2 separate regions of the Mus musculus genome follow, and region 2 is linked to region 1. Evidence: chromatin contacts called from public promoter capture Hi-C data. All regions are on one chromosome and are shown on one strand. The core of a region is the stretch at or near the end of the contact, and the rest is flanking DNA. Distances in the headings are between cores, read along the strand shown. Region 1 holds the start of Cpeb2 (cytoplasmic polyadenylation element binding protein 2). Region 2 has its middle 40 kb from the start of Cc2d2a.

Evidence for each region. Promoter capture Hi-C pulls out the DNA fragments that hold promoters and counts their contacts.
Region 2: a contact with region 1 is called in a promoter capture Hi-C map of hippocampal neurons, with 2.3 times the contacts expected there. The contact joins the enhancer-like site here to the promoter of Cpeb2 in region 1. A contact is called at or near these places in 1 of 39 promoter capture datasets (hippocampal neurons), 4 of 484 Hi-C or Micro-C datasets (the N1E-115 cell line, cerebellar granule neurons, cerebellum and 1 more) and 2 of 115 datasets of contacts at active chromatin or transcription factors (embryonic forebrain and forebrain).

The regions. Positions count from the first base shown.
Region 1 is chr5:43,231,659-43,235,217 of GRCm38.p6, reverse strand. Cpeb2 (cytoplasmic polyadenylation element binding protein 2) reads right to left here and starts at 1,965. Exons shown (of 12, transcript NM_001368806.1): 1 at 130-1,965. The coding sequence starts at 1,755. It overlaps Gm7854 (predicted gene 7854), which reads left to right. Exons shown (of 8, transcript NR_028417.2): 1 at 1-266.
Region 2 is chr5:43,621,066-43,624,624 of GRCm38.p6, reverse strand. No RefSeq gene overlaps it. Among named protein-coding and RNA genes, the nearest start is that of Cc2d2a, 40 kb to the left of the region's middle. Within about 2 kb of position 1,979, at least 16 of the 459 cell types and tissues checked have an H3K27ac peak or open chromatin away from gene starts, as enhancers often do. A contact at or near this core is called in the N1E-115 cell line, cerebellum, cortical neurons and 1 more, where this site is marked.

The DNA.
Region 1 (3,559 bases), core at 716-3,215:
GCCCTAGCTGCTCACTCTCCGCCCGCCTTCCCGAGAGTGCTGCCCCGACCCCGGGTCCGCCGCCAAGCCGGAGCGCCCGGGGCGTTCGAGGGGGCTTGGCGGCTCCTGTTCCCACCGCGCACGCCTTACCTGGTGGTGGTTGTACGAGTTCCTCTGCTGCAGGAAGGCGGCTGCGGCAGCCTGGTGCTGCTGCTGCAGCTGCGGGCTGACGGGTGACCTCCGGCTCTGCGGCTGCTGCGGCGCCGCCGCCGGCGGCTGCTGTTGAGGTAAATTCATGGCGGGCGGCGCGGGCACCGTGGGAGCAGAGAACGGGCCGCCGAAGCCGCCGCCGCCGCCGCCACCGCCGGCCGGCACGCTGAGCCCCGCGCAGCCGTGCGGCGACACCGGCGAGAAGCTCGGGAAGAAGGCCGGGTTCATGGACGATGGCAGCCCGGGGTAGAAGCCGTTCTCCGAGTCCGGGCTGGGCGGCGGCATGGCGCTCAGAGAGCCGCCCGCGCCGCCGCCGCTGCCCGGGGTGGCAGCCGAGGAGCCCGGGGGCTGTGGTTGCGGCGGCTGCTGGGGCGGCTGCGGCTGCTGGGGTGGCTGCTGCTGGGTCGCCGGCGGAGGCTGGGGCGGCGGCGGCGACGCGGTCTGCACCGACCAGGGGGTGCCGAAGCCGGGCAGCGGTGGGGGAGACGCGGAGCCGCCTCCCCCTCCGGGGGGTCCCCCGCCCCCGCCGCCGCCGGGGTGCGGCAGGTCCGGGCTCTGCAGGCTGCTGAAGGCGCTGGTGCCGAGCGCCGCGCCGGGCAGGAGGGTGCTGGGGCTGTTGAGCAGAGGGTGGTTGGGCGACTCCATGGAGCCCGGCGCGGGGTTCACCGGCGGCGTCGAGGGGGGCAAGCCCGCATTGGGGGGCTCGGCGGCGCTGCCCTCGCCCGCGGCCGGGGTCTGGCGAGGGCTTCCCGCGCCTCCGTGGCGGCGCCGCGGAGCTGCGGGCGGCGAGGGCGGGAGCTGCGGGAGCTGGGGCAGGTCGACCGGGCGCTGCCGCTGGGCGAAGTCCTGCGGCGGGAGGTGCTGCGTGTGCGGGAGGCTGAACGGCTGAGAGCGCTGGGCGAGCGGCGCCGACTGCAGGAGCGGCCCGGGCGGTGGTGGCGGCGTTGGCGGTGTTGGGCTGAAGCGGCCGGGGCAGTGGAGCGGCGGCGGCGGCGGCGGCGGCTTCGCGTCCGGAGGGTGGGGACGGTGTGGCGGGCTCAACTCTTTCCTCTTCTGGCTGCTCAGCTGCTGCTGCTGCCGCTTACTGAAGTCCTGCGGGGAGGAGGTGCGGCAGCAGCAGCAGGAGGAGGCGGAGGAGGAGGAGGGGTGGTGCAGACTCGGTTTGAAGTCCTGGGAGGGGAGGAGGTGGGTCACACCCGCGTTCGTGCCGCCGCCGGGGTGGTGGCTGGGGAGCTGCTCTGCGGCCGCCGCCCCCGAGAGCGGCCTCGTCGGCTGCTGTGTCAGCCCGAGCAGTAGCTCATCCTGCACGGCCTGGGGATGCGCCACGAGCGGGGAGGAAGAGGAAGCTGCGGCTGAGCTGGCCGCGCCGCCGCCCGAGGGGATGGCGAAGGGGGAGGCGGCCTCGGAGAAGCCGGTGACAGGCAACGGCGGCGGCGACAGCGGGCCGAAGGGCGTGGCGGGCGGCCCGGCGGCGAAGGGCCGGTAGGCGCTGCCGCCGGGCGAGGATCGTGGGCTGCCGCTGCGCAGCAGGGCAGTGTGCAGCACCCCGAACCCGAAGTCCCGCATTTATCAGGCCGGCGGCCGCGGCAGGAGACGCACCCCGTCCCCTGCCCCGCCTAGAAAGCCCCGGGAGCCGTGGCGGCGCGGCCGTGGTGGAAGGATGGGGTCAATGGGAAAGGGACACTGTGACTGAGCCGGGGCACCGACTTGGGGCCCCGCCGCCCCTCACGGAGGCCACCGCCGCCTCCCGGAACCGGCTCCGGCACCACCGCCGCTGCCTCGGCCGCCGCCGCCCTCGCCGCTTAAGAACCCCGGAACGTGCGTCAGCAGCCACCTCACAATCGCGCCGCCCCTTGTCGCGCGCCCTGGCACGCGCGAGCGCGCCGCCGCCGCCGCCGCCGGCCTCGCCCCGCCCCGCCCCTCATTAGCGTGCGTTGTGGACCCTGCGAGGCAGCGGGCGCGCGCGGCGCGTCCCTCAGTCCAGGACCTTGAATGGAGCCCAAGGGGGTGAAAAAAAAGCCGGTGGAAGTTGGGGAGACGGCTAATGGGTCTCGAGCACCGTGCGCGTGCGCACGGAGGCGAGCACGCGCGGGCGTTGCGGACGGTTCCTGGGCAACCGCCCCTCCTGTCCCCTGTCGCACGCGCCCCCTCCTCAGGCCCCGCCCTGTCCCAGCCCCTGGGGTCACGTGAAGTGCCGCTGTCCCAGACCTGCTAGCAGGACTAGGGCGCTAAGCTTGCAGGACTCTAGAAGGTCCCATGCTCTGTGGTCGGGTGCGAGCCGCGCGTGCTGTCACCCACCCTTGCCACCGCTGGAAGGCATTTTTTTTTGTTTGTTTTTTAAGAGTAAAACGCGAAACACCGGCGCCTTTTGCAGCAAACATTTCCACTTCAGCAAGGGGAACAAAGTCTGGGAGCCGACAGGGCTCTGCGTGGTTACTCGCGCAGGAGAGCTCTGAGTAGGTTCTGAGACCAGCTCCTCCTGGCCCCGCTGCTGCAAGCCCTGGGTGCGCTGTCACCACAACCCAGGGGTGCCGGACTCCTCCTCTACAAGTTCTTTCTGGCTTCCTTCCCCCGGGAGACTCTCATCGGAACATTTCCGAAGCTTTATTAATTTTCAAGGGAGAAAGATTTCTCACATCAGGGGGGAAAGGAGATTGTGACTCAGCAGCGGACTTGTTGAGGCTTGTAAAGTGGAAGGGGAAAGGCTTTCCATGTAGACAGAGGAGCGCTGGATGGGGACTTAATCCAGTGTAATTCCTCCCCACAGGAACATTTTACACAGAGAAAACCACACTTGACTGTTTAGTCCAATGATAACTGATCCACACGACATAATAAAGAATTGTATGTTCTTAGTTTTTATTTTTAAGTTTTCCTGGTGCTTAGAAAACTGAAATTACTGAATGGATTCCAGAAATACCTACTGAAATCTCAACAGTTTGCAGAAAGTTGATTCAGACTGGACTAATGATGTTGTAACTTACTAGTCTCTTAAGGAAGTTAGGTAGATGTCTTTCTGAAGCCCCTGTCAGTTGAATTTGGTTCCTCATCTTATTTCAAAAGTATGCAAGTCAAATAATCAGTAAAAAGAGAACAGCACTTCAAAAAGAAAATACTTTATAAGATCTATGTGTGATTAATAAGCTAAGTTTCCCAAAAACATATTTTATAAAATTCATTTACTTCAGAAATTAGCATGATAAGCAGAATGTTGTTTAAAAGTTAATCTCAATAGCATATTTAACAAACAAGGTAGATATTGATCTGGAAAAGTGCTTCCTTTAAATTACAATATGTAAAAGGCAGCATACATTAGAATTAAAAGTTATCAATAAGTTATCAGTGTCAGTGAGGTCCATGCCTGTGATCC
Region 2 (3,559 bases), core at 730-3,229, 390 kb before region 1:
AGAGTTTTCTTTCTTTCTTTCTTTCTTTCTTTCTTTCTTTCTTTCTTTCTTTCTTTCTTTCTTCCTTCCTTCCTTCCTTCCTTCCTTCCTTTCTTTCTTCCTTCCTTCCTTCCTTCCTTCCTTCCTTCCTTCCTTCCTTCCTTCCTTCCTCCCTCCCTCCCTCCCTCCCTCCCTCCCTATTTCTTTCTTTCTTTCTTTCTTTCTTTCTTTCTTTCTTTCTTTCTTTCTCTCTCTCTCTCTCTCTCTCTCTCTCTCTCTCTCTCTTTCTTTCTTTCTTTCTTCCTTTCTTTTTTACATGTCATAATCTTCATTTTTATTACATATTTTTTATATACATTTCAAATTTCAAATGCTATCCCAAAAGTTCCCTATACCCTCCCCCCGCCCTGCTCCCCTACCCACCCACTTCTGCTTCTTGGCCCTGGCATTCCCTTGTACTGAGGCATATAAAGTTTGTAATACTAAGAGGCCTCTCTTCCCAGTGATGGCTGACTAGGCCATCTTCTGCTACATATGCAGCTAGAGACACGAGCTCTGGAGGTACTGGTTAGTTCATATTGTTAAGACAGAGTTTTCTTATTGCTTCTTGAACAACTTCAGGATGAATTTATGCCTATTGGAGGCTGTCATGAAGGAACTGATGGCCAACTGTGGGCATATACCTGTACAAATGTCACTTAGGAGCCGGTTACAGGCCAAAAGGGAGACTGCAGATCCTGAGCAGGCTCTGTCTGTGGGGAATCGGTTCTAATGCTTTGTCTTATTTCAGCTCCCAAAAGCCATGCTTCCAGACCCGAGGATCTGATTGATAATAAAGAATTGCCATTCGGCCAATGGCTGGCCCAGGAGACAGGCAGGACTTTTAGATTTTGCTGGCAAGAGACTGAGAGTGAGGGGAAGAAGAGGAGAAACTCCATGATGGGGAAGGAGAAAGATGAGACATAAAGGCCCTCCAGCACATGTAAGAATCCAGGAAAGTGGCCCTAGAAGCCACTTCCCAGATTGGGTCTAGGATAGCAGAGATGAAATATCGATTTTAAAAGTTGTTAAAGATTTTAAAGATGCAAACCCTGTCTTGAAAAAACAAAACAAAACAAAACAAGACAAAACAAAACAAAACAAAATAGAACAACAAAAAAAAAAGATGGTAACTCAGGAATACCAGAGGGGAGTGTTTGGTAGTAGCAGGGAGTTTTTGTTTGTTTTTTGTTTTTTTTATTCACAAAATATTTTTTTCAATCAATACAACAATCTTATGATATAGGTATCATCCCCCCTTCAGATATATGGAAACAAGTTCACATGACATGGAGCTTTGGTATCATGCAGGCATATAACCAAGCCATTACCATCCCTACTCTCCCAATGTGAGCATATAGAATTGGAGAAAATACTTATATTTTTATTGTCGTTATTATCTACAAAGATCCTCACCCAGGAAATCATAGAACTCTATTTTGCCCTAGAAAATGTAGAGAAATAAAGAATTAGATATAACCCACATTGTCAAAATATTTTTATTATTTTCTTCATTTACATTTCAAATGCTATCCTGAAAATCCTCTATACACTTCCCCCACCCTGCTCCCCAACCCACCTACTCCAGCTTCCTGGCCCTGGTATTCCCCTGCACTGGGACCTGGCAAATACAGAAGAGGATGCTCACAGTCATCTATTAGATGGAACACAGGGCCCCTAATGAAGGACCTAGAGGAGAAAGTACCCAAGGAGCTAAAGGGGTCTGCAACCCTATGGGAGGAACAACAATATGAACTAACCAGTACCCCACCCCCAGAGCTCTGTCTTTAGTTGCATATGTAGCAGAGGATGGCCTAGTAAGCCATCAATGGGAGGAGAGGCCCTTGGTTTTGTGAAGATCAGCTGCAGGGAGTTTTAAAAGTGCCAAACTATTAAGCTAGTCGTGAAGTGTGCACGGCCTGCTGGGAGCCAAATTGGTGGTTTAACTAATTTGTTGCTACACCTGTCAGCATTCCAACAGTGTGGAGAACTGGTTCTCAACTGGGGACAGTTTCTTATCACCCATGGACATTTGACACTGCTGATAGTTATGAGCCAGAAGATGTTCCTCTGTCTCTATGGGTAGATGCTAGGGGGTGTTGCAGGGCATCCTAAAATGTGCAGGTATCCCCTCCCAACATGGATGATCTGTTCCAAAGCCATCAGTGCCAAGGGTGAGAAACTATGATGCAGGAAAAGAAACATGTGAACGTGTCTCTTGGGAACCACAGTATGGAAGTGGCAGTGGAAATTTTCCTACATTTTTTTTTCCTTTCCTGTGACACTTCACTTGTATAACACATTTGATGTGTTTTGGAGCTGATCTGCAAATGCCACTGGGGTGCAAATACGGTCCAGGGAGAGAGTGTTCCTATTTGCCCTCGCCTTAGCTCAGGGTTAAATCTGAGAAGGACATACAAGTGCATGCAGCCCCTATAGATGGGGCTGTTTTGCAGAGAATTCAGAGTGCTTGTGCTTTTACAGCCATAATGATATAGTGATGGAGACTCTCTTTTAGATTCTGCTTGGCACGGGGCCTTCGGAGCCAGTCTTTGTTCTCTGCACAGAAAAAGGCAGATGGTAGATTGCTGCCTGTCATTGTTTTCAGAGCACTGTGGTCTGGCCACACTGAGTATTTTGGGCACAAATGAGCCAGTCCTGAGGCGACAAACATGTCTCCCAGTCAAACAGAGGATCCTGAAGTTTTACTATGGTTAAAAAAAAAGTGTGAGTGGTTCCCTTATAGATATTTGTAGCATGTCCTGGAAAATGCAGGAAAGCAGAGGCCCTGGGAGGTAGAGCAATGGGTGTGTCAGCACCTGAGCATGCAAGCCTATAGGCAGCAGTTAGAACAGCATTCACTAAGGCATGGCAGTGGGCACATTACTTGGGTTTCCTGTCTCTGATGGATGTGGACGGTCATCTAATTCATGTGGGCCAAAAAGCAATGTTTTGGGGACTCAGAATCCCTGAATGCTCCCTCCACTGCTCGCTGCTGCTGAGTGCTTAAAAGAGGACTTCCAGAAGGAAGATTGGCAAAACCCTCTGTCTCCACAAGGCTACAGCAAAATATGTCCATGCAAATTCCTGGTAAATAGAGCTGAGTTGCTTTGGGGACCTGAGGGCTGCTGACTGCATCTCTTAGGTAGCCTCGAGCAACAGTGGAAAGGCTGTGTGCTGCTCTTCTTGGTTCACTGTGCCCCCCCACCCCCTTGCAGGGCATTTTAGAAGCGTTGGAGTTGGAAGTGATTTAAGAGGGGAGCCTTATGCCCTCTCCCACTCTCCTGAGGTCTCTGCCCATTTTCTGCTCCTCTTAGTTCTACAGTTGTGAGGAAGCTCATTTCTGGGCACCATGTCACTCAGAATGCTTTGTGTCCTAGAGTGGTTTGGTTTGACGAATGGGGCACCGTCGAGATAGAGCAGAAGAATAGCTGGAACGTATCTTGCTTCTTGCTTCTATGTAGTTGTGGCAATCCCTCTGGTGGCACCGCCCCTTTTCTACATATTCAGTTTTACAAATGCTCAGTCTTCTGAGGTGTCT